Linked DNA regions of Hordeum vulgare: region 2 is linked to region 1. Evidence: chromatin contacts called from public Hi-C data. All regions are on one chromosome and are shown on one strand. Each heading gives the region's core, a stretch centred on a gene start, on an enhancer-like site or on the middle of the called end of the contact. The rest is flanking DNA. Distances are from core to core; before and after follow the strand shown.

Region 1 (3,579 bases), core at 329-2,828:
TGTGGCAAATGGGTAACATAAATGGACCAACATACAAACCGAATTTAGAACCCTATGCTGTCAAGACCTGCCAGCAACCATCTTGGTCTGCCAAACTTAGAGTAGGCCATAGGGAAGATTAATGAGATAGGGTATATATGTAAAGGCAATATGCAAGTTTCAGGCCTGTAAATGATATGTTGGCCTGTGACACGGGCTGGGTACAGCAATACAGTTATAAAAACATAGTTCAAAAATAAAATATGCAACCTATCTCAAATGATAAAAGCATGCAAGGGCAAATGGGTGACCAAAATTATCAAACATTTTTTTCAACCCAATACAGACTGTCTACTTCAGACTGATAAACTGGTAAAGCAACCCCATTAGGTCTATTTTGACTCAACGGAAAATAAGGTACAAACACAATCTTTAGAACATAAAGACCATCTGATTCTAATTCAAGTAAAGTAAAGTGGACAAACAAAATGTCAAGGCTCAAGAGATGTTTCTTTTCTCATTAGCTCCAGCACAGCTAATTAAATAGAACACTTCAAAAGCAAATGACAAGACAACTATGCTGTGCTCCTTAGATGTGATATGGCCAGAGAGGAAAACCATTGTTCAAGGTACCAAAGTCGAGAAAACAAACAGGCTTCAACTAAATAGAGTGGGCATTACTGCTATCAGAAAGACAGAAGGGTGCTTTCTTTCGATGTTCAAACAAAAAACTAATTGATGGTGAGAATCTGATTTCACATATATAATTGCAACAAAATAAACATAAATAATGTAGAGGAAATGCAGCAAACCTCTTTTGATGTCACATATATGTATGGGACATTGGCTTCCTCACAAAGTATGGGAAGATGTGTAATCACATCGATAGGAGAGATGTTTCCAGCAATTACACACAACCTGCATCAAACAGAGCCACATATGTCAATGACATCATGCAAGTAAGCCACTGAACGATTGATTCATAAAAAAACGCAGCAACAGTATCGATCCAAATCACAACCTAAATAAGCACACCCCTAGTCATTAACCTCATACAGTGGCAAACAGTCAGTTTCATCATCAACAAGAATAGCACACTACATCTTTCAGTATGTATTCGGTCATAACGCACGTTTCGCGTGACCAATGTTGTTCACTCTACTAGACAACAACTCATAAGCAAGTCAAACGAGGTACTGTACACAGCACACAGGAGGAACTAGAAATACTGTACTAACCCTTTGCTCCCACGGCGGATGCTCTTGACCACCTCCTTGACCCCGCGCTTCAGGCACTTGGCCTCCGAGGCTGCAAAACACGGAGGCAACAAACCACAATCACGACTGAACCAAGGAAAACCTGATTTGGGCAAAAGAGGGAGCGGGGAAAATCCCACGAACCTCGGCGAACGAGCTTGAGGGTTTTCTTGGAGAGCTTCTTGCCGGCGAGCGGCTTGGCGATGGGCGCCAGCGCCACCGGGGTCTTCTTCTTCTCCGTCTCCGTGTCGCTCCCCATAGTTTCTCTGCTGCTGCTGTCGCCGCCGCCGCCGCCTCCTTGGTGAGCTCGCGGGTTTAGGAGGGTGGTGGTGGAGCTAGGGTTTTAGGAATCGGCACGCGAAGCCGCTCGCTATTAAAAGGGGCTTTGGGCCTGCACTGTGGGCCCGGGTAAAACTAGGCCCACCTGCACAAATGCTCATGCTCGTGGGCAGTTAAGCCCGGTAGAAAGAAACCCATAGAGACGCCCAAACCCTACCGCGCGCCTCGCAGCTCCCCGACGCCGACACCCAGCAGCAGCCGCCGACGAGGACTTCTCCGCCTCCGCCGCCCCCTCTTCGCGTCTGTCTCGTGGAAGCCTTATTGCTGATTTGTTCTCAGCATGGGCAAGTCCAAAGGTGCGGAGATTTCCCCTTCCTGCACGCACCCTGTTGCTTCTCGATTGAATTAGCTCGAATTTGGGAGGCGAAAGTATAAAAAGAATTCGCTGCTTTGTAGACAAGAAGGCTTCGCGGGAAGCCAAGGTCGATAAGAAGCTGGCGCTTGGGCTTGGAGTGAAGAGGAAGCTGCTGAAGAAGAAGAAGGACAGAGTTTTAGATGCTGCGGTTGAGAGCGAGGGCGCTGCCGGACATGCTATCGTGGAAGGTATTGCCAGTGACTGTTTCGTGTTATCCCCTGCCATTTTGTTTTGGAGGATCAGTGGTGGTTAGGCTCAGCCTAGAGTGGATTTTGTGCATGCTTAAAAATGTCGATTTATCACCACACCAAAGGGTAGAGGCAATGATTCAGTGGTAGTACAGAATCGGTGTTCTGAAAACAGTGGTACTCGTCAGTGTCTCATGTGCATGAAAGAAGTAGCATGAGATCCATCTCATTTTCTGAATGCTTGTCAATTTTTTTGGTTCCAGCTCTTTGAGTTGTTTACTACTCCCTCTGTCCCATAATATAAGACGTTTTTTTACACTTGTGTAGTGTTGGAAAACGTCTTACATTATGGGACGGAGGGAGTAGGTGTTATATATGGTTGTCAAGTATTGTCAAAGCTGAAATGGGGTTATATTTCTTCTACTAGTATAATAACGGTTTATCTCTTGTCTCTTGTTCTTAGACAAAGGAAGCAAGAAAACTGTATTGATGAAGCAAAAGAAGAAAACTAAGCATGCCAAAGTAATAAGCAGTCGTTCCAAGGCGGATAATTTGGTGACTCTCAATGAGGATGAGGCAACGCCTAAGCTGAAGAAGAAGAACAAAAAGCAGTTAAAGGAAAGCAAAAGTCCTATCGAGGTACAAAGTCCGTTGGATAGTAATGATGCTGGAACAATGAAGCTGAAGAAGAAGAAAAAGAAGGCGAAGGAAGGGAAGAGCTCTGTTGAGCCCAATGATGCAGATGCTATCCTTCATGAAAACCTAGATAAAGAAACTCTAAACAGTAAGATTGTTTCCTAGTTTCCACTTTCACTGCTGAACTACCTTTCAATCATGATGAGTGACGTTGATCTTTTCACATTTGTTCTTGACAAATAGCTTTTCATCTATGCAAGCAACTACTCCCGCCGTTCCAATATAAGTGTCGCTGATTTAGTACAAAGGTACTATATCAGAGACACTTATGTTGGGATGGAGGGAGTATGTCATACCCTATGCCTTTTCCATTTTTTATTGTTCAATAGTAATTCCTGAATTTTTCTTTTCACTAATAGTATATGTGCATATATTTTATGCAGCTGACGTCAACCAACTTGCGGCAGGGAGTGAAGTTAGGGATATTGGGAAACCAGAAAAGGCAAAGAAACGAAAGAAAAATAAGACAAGTAGGCTATTGTACTTGTATCCTAAACAAAGTTTTTCTCAGTTACCATCTATGAGCTATCTGTTGCATAAATATTTTTGTTTCACTAATAGTAGATGTGCATATATTTTATGCAGCTGATGTCCACCAAGTTGCGGCAGAGAGTGAAGTTATGGATATTGGGGAACCAGAAAAGGCAAAGAAACGAAAGAAAAATAAGACAAGTAGGCTGCTGTATCCTAAACAAAGTTTTTCTCAGTTATGAGCTATCTATTGCATAAATAGTTGTGTTTCCTGACATGGATTCATTTCATTGGA
Region 2 (3,579 bases), core at 330-2,829, 360 kb after region 1:
CCCCACGCTGTTGAGTGTCTTGGCCACAATCTTTGAGTTGTCACCGTACCTGCATTTCCGAGGCAGACATGTCATAGGTCAGAGGGGTTACTGTGTGAGTTCATCTTGAGAAGCAAATGCAGGGCGTTGTCGCTCGGTGCACCGACGAGTCCATGACGACGATGTTGGAGCCCTTGCCGATCCTCTTGAGGTACGAGATCTTCAGCGCGGCGATCTCCGCCTCTGCTCGCTTCGCGTTGCGCACCATGCCCTTTATCTTGTTCGGAAGTTCTTCCAGACTGACATGGTTAAAAATGGTGGGATTTTTTCATCATTTCCAATGGATGGAACCAGAATCGTATGGTTTCTCCTACTATGTAATTTTGGGGTTATTTGAGAGGAAAGGAAGAATGCGCACGGCAGAGAGATGATCTTGTTCTTTGCGTTGGAGGGGAGCTGCGGCACGCCGGCTTTGCCCTTGTCGTTCTCGCTTCGCACGTCGATGATAAGGTAACCTTGGGAGGTGACCATGTCCAGAGCTTGAGCTGGGTTCAGGTCACCTGAATCACACAGGATGCAAATGCAATGCAGCAGCAGCAGCAGCAGCAGAGTGAGAGATGGTACAAAATGGTTTCCGATGACACATGGAGTGCAGCAACAGGGTGAGCACTGAGCAGTGGAAGAACCTTTGTAGCCGCGTAGGCCGTATGAGAGCAGGGACCAGGCCGGCGGAAGGAGCAGGTACGCGAGGAACGCGGCTCCGGCGGCCACGACATAGTCCGTGCCTTCCAGAGACCCGATGGTCTGGACGGTCTCGGAGGCGATCGGCTTCGCGGCGCCGATGGCCGGCTGCGCCGCATCTGCGAACGTCTACCGGAGAGAGCGGCGTCATTGAGTGAACCTCGATGCTGATTAAGGAGTCGCCCGAGACTGCGAGTGGCCGTACCTTAAAAGCAGACTGGAGGGGGGCAAGGTCGACGCCGGCGCCCTGGAGCGCCTCCGTGGCCTGCCTGGAGGCGTCAGAGACCACCGGGGAGGCGAGCTTCAGGGCCTGCTCACCGGCGCTCTGCAGAACCGGCAGCGCCGGCTTCGCGGCCTCGACTAGCGCCCTGAGCACGACAAAGGACTGCTCGGCCACCTGGCCGCCGACGCCGATCACCACATCCACCGTGTCCACCGCCTACCCAGCAAGCAACCAATCGCGCGAGCACTCAGCCGCAATGCCACTGGATAATAAAATCCGGAGCTCAAACAAGAGTTTACCCATGGGCGTCGGCGCGCGTACCTTGGTGAACGACCCGGCGACTTCCTCCTTGGAGAACGCCGCGGCGTGCGCGGCCGGCGTCACGGCCAGCAATGCAGCCGTGGGCGAGGCGGCCATCGGCGGGGCATTCCATGGCGCCCGGCGGGGCGTGCCCTTGGTGGCCGCCGGAGGAGGAGGAGCCGACGGCGGCAGGGTGGCCGACACCGACGTGGGGGTGAAGGCCATGGCTCCGGCTTGCTCGCCGTACAGTCTACCCACCAGCGCTGCTCTCTCGGCCACACAAGCGCGCGCAGCCGCAGCTACGGCAGTGTCTATGGCTGAGACTTCTTTGGCGCATTTTTCCGTTTGTGTGGCAAGGAGAGGATGCTATCGGCCGTCGGCCATCGGACGGTCTCGTAATTGGTATCCCTAAATTGATGCCGATGCGCGGTATATCGCTTGCTTTTTTATTTTTGTTTTTTTGGGACCGGTATATGGGTGCTCCTATATGGCGCTGCAGGCGCCCGTTTCCGTTCCTATCGCCTGCAACGGCCCATGCTGGGACGGCCCTATAACCATTGACTTTAATAAAAAGAAAAAAAGAAACTAAAAATCAGAAATTGGTGTTTTGAAAAAATTCATTGATTGTGAAAAAGTTCATCCAATTTTTATAAAGTCAATCGAATTTTAAAAAATGATTATTGATTTTAAAAAATGTTCACCGAATTTGAAAAAAGTTCACCATTTTTTATAAAAAGCTCATCAAAATTTAAAAGCGTTCATTAATTCGGAAAATTTCATCGAATTTTATAAAAGTTCATCATTTTGAAAAAAGTTCACATATTTTGAAATAAATCATCAATTTTAAAAAAAAGTTCATCGAATTTGATAAAAGTTCATCATTTTTTTAGAAAGTTCGTTGATTTTGAAAAAAGTTCACAGAGTTCAAAACAAAATCATATATTTAAGAAAAAGTTCATCAATTTTTTGGAAAAGTCGTTGATTTTTATAAAAAGAAGTTCATCAATGGTGAAAAAATTCATCCATTTTGAATAAAGTTCCTCATAATTTATCAAAAAAACTTGTTCATCATAATTAAAAAAACAATAAAAACAAAGAAGAAAAAAGGTAAAAAGTGAAAACGAAAAAGAAAAAAGAAAATATGTAAGGGGAAAGAAGAAATACGGGAAGAAGCATTACCTCAGCACCTAACGCGGTGCGGTGGAGAGGTTACTCCATTATACTACTGTCGTGGGTTTGAATCGTAACAACGCTGGTTTTCTTTTTGTGTTATAACAGAAGATGGGCCAAGCCTAGATAACGCGTTGTAGGCGCGGGTTATCAAATTTGCCTATAAACATGTGCTAAATAGGATTCACCACACTATATCGCTTGTAAATGAACATCATAAAACAACATTAACCACACGATCCCTCTCACCTCCTATTTGATGCAAAGTCCATCGTTCCGTTGGCCAAACGCTTCACGTGATTGCACCATGGCCGGCAATTCATAGTTGTGTTGCGTGGTTTTTTTCATTACCAAGCATTCCTACTTAAACTTTCCAGCAATGTTTAAGTTTCATTTGAGTTTCAGATTCATTCAGTTTCTTTTTTACAACTAACATTTTTTTAAAGAAAATTGGTTATTTTTAATGACTTTTTTTCTTGAATATGTGAATAATTTTAAAAAAAATACATGAACATTTTGTAAAAGGTGTGAACACTTTTACAAAATGCATGATTTCTTTAAACTGGTGAACACATTTTAAAAATTGCACAAACATTTTCAAACAAGAGTACTTTTACAATCTATTCATGCATTTAAAAAGTGTTTGTGTAGAATTAGAAAGTGTTCATTTATTTACAAAAATTAAGCATTTTTAAAATATATTTCTAGATGTTCACGTGTTTAGAAAAAAAACTATATATTTTATTTAAAAAATAATAGAAAAAGAAAATTCCAGAAAGAAAACCATTTTCATTCTTTTGGTATCCATAAGTTATTATCGAGGCGCGATAACTCGTAATGACAGGATGAGGCCCATGAGGTGTCTCCATGGGACAATAATGCTACACATACGTGATGGTTTATGAAACCTTACGTAAATTCAATTCACGCTAACTAAACAGGCCCAGTATAAATCTATCAGGTGGGATTCGTAGTAAGCAACTGGTTAACGATCGTTCGTTCAGGAGTGTCTCAGCAATCGCTTCTGCGCGTCGTCACTTGATGCGTTCTCACCCGCCGCCATGTGTCGCGTTTTGGACGTTCTCTTTATTTTTTATTTTATTTTTTATTTTTTCACACGTGTTTTCGGTTTTTTAGAGTGGTTTTTTCCAGATTTTTCTCGCACG

What was found. A called contact is a pair of places that touch in the nucleus more often than the background predicts.
Region 2: a Hi-C map of seedling shows a contact between it and region 1, with 6 times the contacts expected there. The contact joins the promoter of LOC123403431 here to the promoter of LOC123403425 in region 1. A contact is called at or near these places in 2 of 6 Hi-C or Micro-C datasets (leaf and seedling).

What each region holds. Positions count from the first base shown.
Region 1 is chr6H:488,448,891-488,452,469 of MorexV3_pseudomolecules_assembly, forward strand. It overlaps LOC123403425 (H/ACA ribonucleoprotein complex subunit 2-like protein), which reads right to left and starts at 1,579. Exons shown (of 4, transcript XM_045097362.1): 1 at 1,380-1,579; 2 at 1,218-1,287; 3 at 792-897. The coding sequence starts at 1,494. It overlaps LOC123403424, which reads left to right and starts at 1,829. Exons shown (of 8, transcript XM_045097361.1): 1 at 1,829-1,870; 2 at 1,971-2,117; 3 at 2,581-2,901; 4 at 3,197-3,283. The coding sequence starts at 1,855.
Region 2 is chr6H:488,811,207-488,814,785 of MorexV3_pseudomolecules_assembly, forward strand. It overlaps LOC123403431 (calcium sensing receptor, chloroplastic), which reads right to left and starts at 1,580. Exons shown (of 6, transcript XM_045097368.1): 1 at 1,265-1,580; 2 at 926-1,159; 3 at 666-849; 4 at 398-539; 5 at 147-278; 6 at 1-49. The coding sequence starts at 1,468.